Linked DNA regions of Pan troglodytes: region 2 is linked to region 1. Evidence: chromatin contacts called from public HiChIP or PLAC-seq data. All regions are on one chromosome and are shown on one strand. The core of a region is the stretch at or near the end of the contact, and the rest is flanking DNA. Distances in the headings are between cores, read along the strand shown.

Region 1 (4,646 bases), core at 542-3,041:
CAGCTTTCCTGACTCTTAGATTCTGAGAGAGATTTATAATGCTCTTATTTTTTAAGACTATACATCAAATATGTAGCATAAAGAATTCTTAGGCGTATTATGGGCTGATACCCTAAAGAATGCTAATGAAATAAAAAACAAACTGGTGCCAGACTAATGTGATTAATGTCTGCAACCAAATTTCCCCTAAGTAGTAATACCAAGTAGTTGGTTAAGGATTTATTTATTTATTTATTTTGAGACGGAGTCTTGCTTTGTCACCCAGGCTGGAGTGCAGTGGCGCGATCTCGGCTCACTGCAAGCTCCGCCTCCCGGGTTCACGCCATTCTCCTGCCTCAGCCTCCCGAGTAGCTGGGACTACAGGTGCCCGCCACCACCCCCGCCTAATTTTTTGCATTTTTTTAATAGAGACGGGGTTTCACCGTGTTAGCCAGGATGGTCTCGATCTCCTGACCTCGTGATCCGCCTGCTTCGGCCTCCCAAAGTGCTGGGATTACAGGCATGAGCCACCGCGACCGGCCTGGTTAGTTCTTTTTTTTACTCTGCACAATAGGTTTCTGAATGATTTATTAGAGGTGTTTGATGCTGATAGTTTGAAACTGATTCGATCAATTAAAAATGTTCATTGGTATTGTTGTATTAGTTGCTAGAATATGCATTCAACTTCAGTGAAACGAGACTTAAAAGGTAAGAGGTGCACTACATCGTGACTACAGGAGTAAGAAAATTTAATTTCTTCACGCCATCTGACCAAGATGTTAAATTACAGAACCCTTTAGTCTTGTTTTTGTTTTCTAGATAGAAATCAAGATGCTGGACAAACCTTTCTCATGGAATAGTCAAAATATTTAAGGAACAAATCTATACAGTTTAATAACTGCCAACATTTGTCAGGGCGTGGTGGCTCATGCCTGTAATTCCAGCACTTCGGGAGGTCGAGGCGGGCGGATCACTTAAGACTAGGAGTACGAGACCAGCCTGGCCAACATGGCGAAACTCTGTCTCTACTAAAAAATATAAAAATTAGCCGGGCATTGGTGGCTTGCGCCTGTAGTCCCGGCTATACTGGAAGCTGAGGCTGGAGAATCGCTTGAGCCCGGGAAGCAGAGGTTGCAGTGAGCTGTGATTGTGCCACTGCACTGCAGCCTGGGTGGCAGAGAAAGACCCTGTCTCAAAACAAACGAACGAACAAAAAATTGCTAACGTTTGTGAGGTTCTTATTATGTGCCATGAATTGATCCACGTCCTTCACATATGTAAACTCATGCAATCCTAGCATACACACAAAAAACGAACGTGGCAGGTACTATCATTATCGTAGACAAGGAAACCGAGGACCAGAGAAGTTGAAGTAGCTTGGCCTAGGATGTAGCTTGTAACTCCTAGAGCTGAGATCTTGTTTATATACAAAAGGTTTCAAGAATCAAAAGTACTCTAAGCCACTTTGCGTTTCGGCTGTCATCGAGAAAGGGATATCCAAAGTTTCAGGTTCGCAGTTTGTGAAACGGAACGGCCAGCTTTCGTTCTAAGGCGGGCGGAGGTTTAGCCACTCCCTCGTCCTTTGCTCTGCCCCAGACACCCACGCTCGGTTCCTCTTCTTCCTCCACCTCGCCCTACTTCCCTTCTTCCTATCTTCTCTCTTCTTTCGCCTCGCCGCCGCGAGCCCTCGCTCGGTGCCCAGCGCCTCGCATTACTTCCCCCAGCTCCGCCAAGCCTCGCTGCACACGCGCCCACGCGCAGTCCGCCGTCGCGCCTCTATGACGTCACCCGCGCGCCACCGCTTTCGGGCCGGGGACTCGGGGCGGGGCTGCGCGGAGGGCAAGCCGGGGGCGGGGCCGGGGCCAGAGCAGAACTCCGGGCCTCCGCGGCCATAGCTGACTGTGCCGTCCCTTCCCCTCACCCGCTCCACGCCCTCCTGGGCCGAGTGGAGTTGGGTGGTGTCAGGAGCCTCTCCCTGAGGGGCACCGCGGCTTCAGGAGCTGGGCCTCCAGTGCGGCGCGATGTCAGGCGCGGTGACAGCTCTGTGAGTCCGAGGCCGCGGCCGTGGCGCTGGGCGGCTGCGGGGCCTGACCGGTCCGCTCATGGTGCCGCCACGACGCCATCGCGGGGCAGGAAGGCCAGGTAGGCAGGCAGGGAAGGGCCCCGACATCACCGGAGCCCAAACCGGGACGGAGTGCCCACCAGCAGCACCACCTCCTGCCCTTGGTGGCAGCAGGAGCGCCTTGACCGAAACCGTGAAGGTCTCTAGGGGCGGAGGGAGCGGGAGCTGACAGGGGCGCCCGAGCCCTGCGCCCACCGCTGGCAATTGAGGAAGCCGTGCGTGCGCCCTCGCCTCGGCTCCCCGGGGAGGCGTCGCTGCCTTAACTGTCTTCCCCGCTCCAAAACAGAAGGATGATTCCTTTTCCCAGCTGTTTCTTTTTAAATGACTGGATGTTTTGACAGAGGTGGGTGGAGGAGCATGGAGAATCCTTTTCTTTTACCACTTGAAGAGATTGGAAAGGTGCCTTCAAGACCCACAGCAAATCACTTACTCTCCGATAACCAAATTCCACTCCAGCAGATCAGGGACAGAAAAGACACTTTTAGAAACAGTGTCTAGACGCTGTCCCCAGGGATGGATTCCTCTGGATGGAGAGGTGAATGGAGTTCCGTATTTGTGAAACTCAGAGAAGCTATTTTCTAGTAGTTAACTCTTCTTAAATGTGCCGTATGTTGTATATTACTCCCCCTCCCTGTCCGCACCGTATCGCGTATCTCTCTAAGTATAATCTGAAGCGTGCAGTGGATACCATGAAAGTACTGAGAAAGGTGGCAAGTATGTTTAACACAATTTGGTCCTTTTCATTGATTTGCTTTGAGTTTGAAGATGAAGAGTAAAAAACGATGTGATGAATCTTACCTTGCGTTATTCACGTTTTCATAGCATAATTTCATGGTTGTTTTTAGGCGTGCTGAGTTCTTCACCTCCTTTTAGACTGAGATCTGCCAAGTTTTCCGGCATTGCTCTTGAGGATCTCAGAAGGGCTCTTAAGACAAGGTAGATTCCACGTTTATCCTCTATGTAACTTTCACACTGAACATTAGCTAACAAAAGTCAAATGTTTCTGTTATACTAATGTTCTCATTTTTAATGGTTGTTTTTCTAAAATCATCTCTAATGTGATCTGTATTTTCTAAAAAACAGACTGCAAATGGTGTGTGTATTTGTCATGAACCGAATGAATTCCCAGAACAGTGGTTTCACTCAGCGCAGGCGAATGGCTCTTGGGATTGTTATTCTTCTGCTTGTTGATGTGATATGGGTTGCTTCCTCTGAACTTACTTCGGTATGTACCTTTGGTCCAGGAATGATGTTACATTACAGCCACAATGTTACCCTTAACCTGTAGTAACTCTAGCCGTTACAATCTCCTGCTTCCTAAAAGCAGTATCTTAAATACTATTGAATTTTTTAAAAACGTTGAATTATTGCCACTTGAAGTTAAAACTGAAAGGATGATCCTTTTTATTGTTTCATACAGTTTTCTTGTATCTTTTAGGGAGGGTTACTTAGAGAGACTATGCATATTTTCTTACATTTGAAAGTGTTACTCGTGGCTTTTTTTCTAAATTCAAATTCTTTCTGTAAATATTATTTTCTAGTGAAATAACTGTCAGGATGCAAAACAATGTCACCATTTAGTAGAAAGTTCAGAGTGCTTTTGGACAAATGAGTAAAAATAATGAGTTTTCATGTATAGGTCACTGTTATAATGCCCATGAGTGGTTGCATCCACATTTATGCTTGCTGACTCAAACCTTATTATAAGATGCATGGTATACCTCATAATTTTCCTTCAGTTAAATTGTATCTTGACAGTTTCCTTCAGTTAAATTGTGTCTTTATTGATGACCTATTGGTAGTAATGTGGCATTTTGAATTTGCAAGCTAGTTTTTCTTTCTACTTGTATACTTTATTCTGCTTGGTTAATGATCCCTATAAAAAGCAACTTTTATTTTCAGAAGTCTGCATTTCAACTTCTACGTTGCAATTTTAAGGCGAATATACAGCAGGAAACTGGCATTTATAAAATGAACCTAATTTTCAAAAGAAGCAGTTTAATACTCAGGTCTCATATTGTAGCTAAGTAAATATTGACATTGGCATTGTATCCTATGAGTATATAAGTTTTTTTTTTTTTTTTCTTTTTTTTTTGAGATGGAGTCTTGCTCTGCTCTGTCGCCCAGGCTGGAGTGCAATGGTGCGATCTTGGCTCACTGCAACCTCCGCCTCCCGGGTTCAAGGGATTCTCCTGCCCCGGCCCCCTGAATAGCTGGGATTACAGGCGCACCCCACCACGCCAGGCTAATTTTTGTATTTTTAGTAGAGACGGGGTTTCACCATGTTGGTCAGACTGGTCTCAAACTCCTGACCTCATGATCCGCCCGCCTCGGCCTCCCAAAGTGCTGGGATTACAGACGTGAGCCACCTCACCTGGCCAAGTATATAAGTTTTTATGCTTTTCAGAATTAATCTCTGGAATCTAATAGACCATATATTTTTTGCTTTAAAACTCTTCTCTAATCTTCTTTTAGATGAACATTTTGTACTTTTACCTCAAAGAAATGTCTTTGATATTGACAGGGAACTAAACCTATCTTTTAA
Region 2 (4,446 bases), core at 320-2,819, 140 kb before region 1:
GTATACTAATTCGAAACTATTTCAAAAGGGGGAAAATGGAGATTAGAAAAGTAACATACTACTTGAGATGTTACCATATTATTTCTCAGGGCCACAATTATTTACACTATTTTTTTTTTGAAAACTCAGTAATTTCTAAAGCATTAATTATGTAGCAATATTCGTCACTTTAACAAAACACATTTGAAAAGTCCTATCCTACTGACTCAGGCCAAATCTAATTTTAAAACTGAACCTAGACATAAAAATACTCACCAATTAGACTAAGAAGGGAGAAATAAAAAAAATTATTGGTTCAGAGAAATGAGACTGAATTAAGGAAAAACTTTTAAATAAAGTGTTCATCAAAAAAATACATAGAAGTTCCAAGGCTAGTGTTTTCCTAGGAGAATATTAAGAAGTTGGTGGTTTCTCTCTACCTAACTGGGATTTTAGAAACTGCCACACTAGCTAGTTATGAGAATGAAGATTAAAGAAATTTCACATAAAGAGTGAAGGACACACAATCTTTTAAGTAACAATAATGAAATCAATAATTATAATTAATAATAAAAAAAAAAGCCTGACAGTCCACCCCTCACTGACTTCCCCCTCAAAAAAAAAAAAAAAAAACTGGGAGTGTTCTGGGAATTGGAGAGATGTAATCAGCACAGAAAAAAAAAAACACTTTCCTATATGTCATCGTGAAGCAGTGATTCTACATAAAAATAAGGGTAGTCTATTCTCTATGCAGTTATGAGTGTGGTACAACTCTCTAAAATGTCTATTAATACAAAATGAACGACCACACTTTAAAGCCATTCTACGTTTTCGCAAACTACCCTACGTATCTACGAGTAACTATTTGCAACTTAAACACATTCCTATATACCTCTATACCTTCCTGCTTCCTTCAAGATACCATCACAGAATGAACGAATACAACTTAAATTAGTTTATTTTCCAGGGTGCTTCCTTTCCCCCACTCCATGAAACATAAGTACATTTTTTTAAGTCATATAAATGGACACCAAGCACCGGTAATTCAGTCTCTTTAAAACCTGCTTAATTTTAAAAGTTCTAGTAAGATGTGCTCAGGTTGGAAACTAAAAACTACCTTATAAGGGTATAAAAGACTGAAAGCAGGAAGCGGCTTTGACAAAACTAAGGAAGTTGCAGCGCGCTTGCTCACTGGGGGACTTTTTTCAGGCTCCAGAAGTAACACATGACATGTTTCTCCCTCGAATTAAAATGTGACTTGGTTCACCGGTTAAAACGCAGAGGGAGATGGAAATGACCAGGAGTCGAAAGGAGAAGGTGGGTGGTCAAATGAAAGCCCCACTGTAGGTTCCCATTTGCAGAGTCCGATTCTTCCCTTTCCCCACCCACACCCTGGGCAGAATGTTGTCACAGCGATCTTGCAAAACCTACCAGGCGCGCTTCTCTTTTCTAGCTCCCCTGCCAGGCCAGTCCCCGAGCTCGGCCCCTGGGTCCCCAAACCGACTGGCAAAAACGGGCGCGGAGGGAAAGGAAAGCCGGATGGGTCGGGCCCGGGGACCACCCCCAAGACGACCGTCCCCAGCGCTCTTTGGGCGGCACTGCCCACCGTAGTGGGGGAAGGGCCGGGAGGGGTCGCGCGGAGAAAGCCGCTGGGAGGGTTGGGGGTTGAATCTCGGGCCCGCGCCCCCGCCCCAGTCCTAGGAGGGAGAAACGAGGGGACCCGCGAGGCCCTGGCTCCGGGCCCCACCCCTCGCTGGCCGGCGGGTCTAGGACTGACAGCCGGCGGCGGCACCTCGCCGCACCATTCATTTCCCGGCCTCCTCCCTCCCCCGCCATTTTCCTTCCTCCGCCTCAGTTTCCCCACCCCCGCCCGTAAGCCCCCTTACCCCGTGCCACAGTCCACCACACAGGCCGGCAGCCGTCCCGCCATCTTCCTCCTCGCCTGCTGCTGCTGCTGCCGCCGTGTGCTCCGTGCTGCTAGGGGCCAGAGATTGGCGGCGGGAGACAAGGGCTATCTGACCATCCACAGCTGGGCCGCCTTCACCGTCCGGGGGGTAGCCGGGAAGCCGAAGCAGTAGCAAGAAAGCAGCAGGCTCGGTCAGCGGCTATCACTTCCGCAACCCAGGCAGGCAGGCAGTCCCCGCCCTGCCCCGCCGCGGCCTCCTCCCCCTCTCTCTTCCCTCCTCCTCACTCCTGCCCCCACCCTACAACTTCTTCCCCTCACGCCGCCTTTCCCCGGGAAGCCAAGATGGCCGCCGGTGCCGACGCCCCGGCCAGGCCAGGCCCAGGCCCTCAGCGCTCCCCCTTCCGCTCCGAGCGGGAGGGGCTAGCGAGCATGCGCAATAAGGTACGTTCGCCTGCCTGGGCTCCGATCCTGAAGTTAGTGAAATCCACTGCGGGTTTTCCAGGAGTGTAGAGGCGGAGAAGTCTATCCGAGCTTCCAGTTCTGCTTCTGAAGCTGGAAGGGGCTTTTCGGTTGTAACCCTTGGGTTAGTTTCAGTTACTTCTTTGCTAGGTTGAGGAAAGGGTGGAAGCGCCTCCTGCAGCCACGAATATCCTCCAGTGCCTGGGAGAAAACGGCCTAATCGAAAACGTCCGCGGCATACATCCATTCTTAAAACTTGAGTGGCTGCTTTTCTGGGTGGAAAAGAGCGGTATCAGACAGGGTGAGCAGTCGGGGAACGGATGAACAAAGACTTGCACCGTGGCCCTGATGCCTTTGTTCCGAGTTTTATTCAGTTGTACTTGTGCGTTGTTACAGGACTTTAGAATGTAGCCCTGCCCCCCAACCCCCACCTCCCAGGGCCGACCTGTGCTCCTAAGGAAGGCAAACCTCCCAGGAATATATTCTGCATAACTATACAAATAGGCCTTTATTCAAGGCTTTTGGATTATGACAAAGATTACCCTCAGGAGTAGTAAGATTCTACTAGCAGGATAATAGAAAGGATTAAGGCTCCCCCCCAAAGAAAAATTTTTTAAGTTAAAAACGGAGGCGGGCCGCAGTGGGTCATGCCTGTAATTTCAATGCTTTGGAAGGCCGAGGTGGGAGGATAGGATAGCTTGAGGCTAGGAGTTCGAGACCAGCCTGGGCCACATGGGGAGACCCCCCCCCCCCATCCCTCCAAAAAAGAAAAGAAAACTGGAAAGCCTTAAGGAAACCTTTCAAACTTTAGTGTGTATCAGAATTACCTGAAAGGTTTGTTAAAACAGATTGCTCGGCCACACCCCCAGAATTCTCTGACTGGGCTATCTGAAATAATGCCTGAGAATTTGCATATCTAATAAGTTCCTAGTTCCACTTTAGGACCCTAGAAGGTTAATATCTTTCCTCTCTACCAGGCTTATCTTAGGATGAACCGTTCGGGGTTTGCTGATGTGAAGCTAAAATAAAAATATTCTTTAAAAGGAAGGATGTCTTATTCAGTCCATAAGATCATCTAATGTGGTATTAAGCTGGCTTGGGGGATGAATCGGGTGTTTCATTCATTCATTTGACAGGTAAGCATTGCTTACCTACTCTATTATGACGGGGTCTGTGCTGACTCCGAATATTCGGTGGGATGCAAAATAGTTAAGTTCTCTTGTAGAGTTTACAGATTAGCGGAAAACAGACAAATTGTGTTAAGAGCAATAGAAAGAAGAGAGCGGAGGACTCTGAGAAATGAAGGCAAGGAGTGGGAGAATGAGAGGAAGGTGGAAGGCGGGTAAGGAGTCTGACCAGCTGGTGTTTAAAAGCTGAGATGGGGGGAAGAGTCTCCCAGGAGAGTGAACAGCAAGTGTCAAGGACCTGAGGCAGGAACAAGCTTGGCTTCTTCCACAAATTGAAAGAAGATCCATATGAAAGAGACAGAGAAGATGCAATGGGAGATGAAGCCTGAGAGATAAGGAAGAGTGAAACAGTGCAAGAATTTGTAGACTGCTCTAAGCATTTTAAAGTTTATCTTAAAAGCAGCTTGATAAATTAGATTTATGGTAATTAGTTTAAAAATAAAAATAAAGCAACTTGAAAGGATTTAGGCAAGAAAAAGTTGTGTCTGCTTTGTAGAGAATGGCTCCGGCGAGTCCAGATTGAATCATACATTGTATGATATTCTGTGTTCCGGAGTTCGCCGATAGAAGTATGTGAGGGCCAGCATCCAAATGGAATCAGGTATGTGCAGAGGAGACTCACTAAAGGGCATCATCATCAATTAGTGCCCAGCATGTCTGCAGCTATTCACGAGAGAAGGCTTTTTTTAGAGGTTGTTTTCAGAGAAGTCAAACAACTGGTTGTCTCGGATTCGTTGTCGTTGGTTTCTCCACTACATTTTAGAAGATGCTAGATGGGGACTCTTTGCTGCCGCTTCTACTACCTGGTAATTAAAGTCTTTTGAGGAAGCATATGCTTGAAGATTGGCTCTGACAGAAAAGACAGATGTGGTTTAGTAGGGGTAGAATAAATGGTTGTTTCCAGCAGTTACAAGT

The links. HiChIP or PLAC-seq counts read pairs in DNA pulled down with a chosen protein or histone mark.
Region 2: a contact with region 1 is called in an H3K4me3 HiChIP or PLAC-seq map of stem cell-derived excitatory neurons, with 5 times the contacts expected there. The contact joins the promoter of ACTR3 here to the promoter of SLC35F5 in region 1. A contact is called at or near these places in 1 of 7 Hi-C or Micro-C datasets (stem cell-derived neural progenitor cells) and 1 of 1 datasets of contacts at active chromatin or transcription factors (stem cell-derived excitatory neurons).

Annotation. Positions count from the first base shown.
Region 1 is chr13:14,413,191-14,417,836 of NHGRI_mPanTro3-v2.0_pri, reverse strand. It overlaps SLC35F5 (solute carrier family 35 member F5), which reads left to right and starts at 1,791. Exons shown (of 17, transcript XR_008546550.2): 1 at 1,791-2,636; 2 at 2,947-3,037; 3 at 3,185-3,326.
Region 2 is chr13:14,555,011-14,559,456 of NHGRI_mPanTro3-v2.0_pri, reverse strand. ACTR3 (actin related protein 3) reads right to left here and starts at 1,569. Exons shown (of 12, transcript NM_001328277.1): 1 at 1,411-1,569. LOC107973745 (a long non-coding RNA gene) reads left to right here and starts at 1,197. Exons shown (of 3, transcript XR_678332.4): 1 at 1,197-1,296.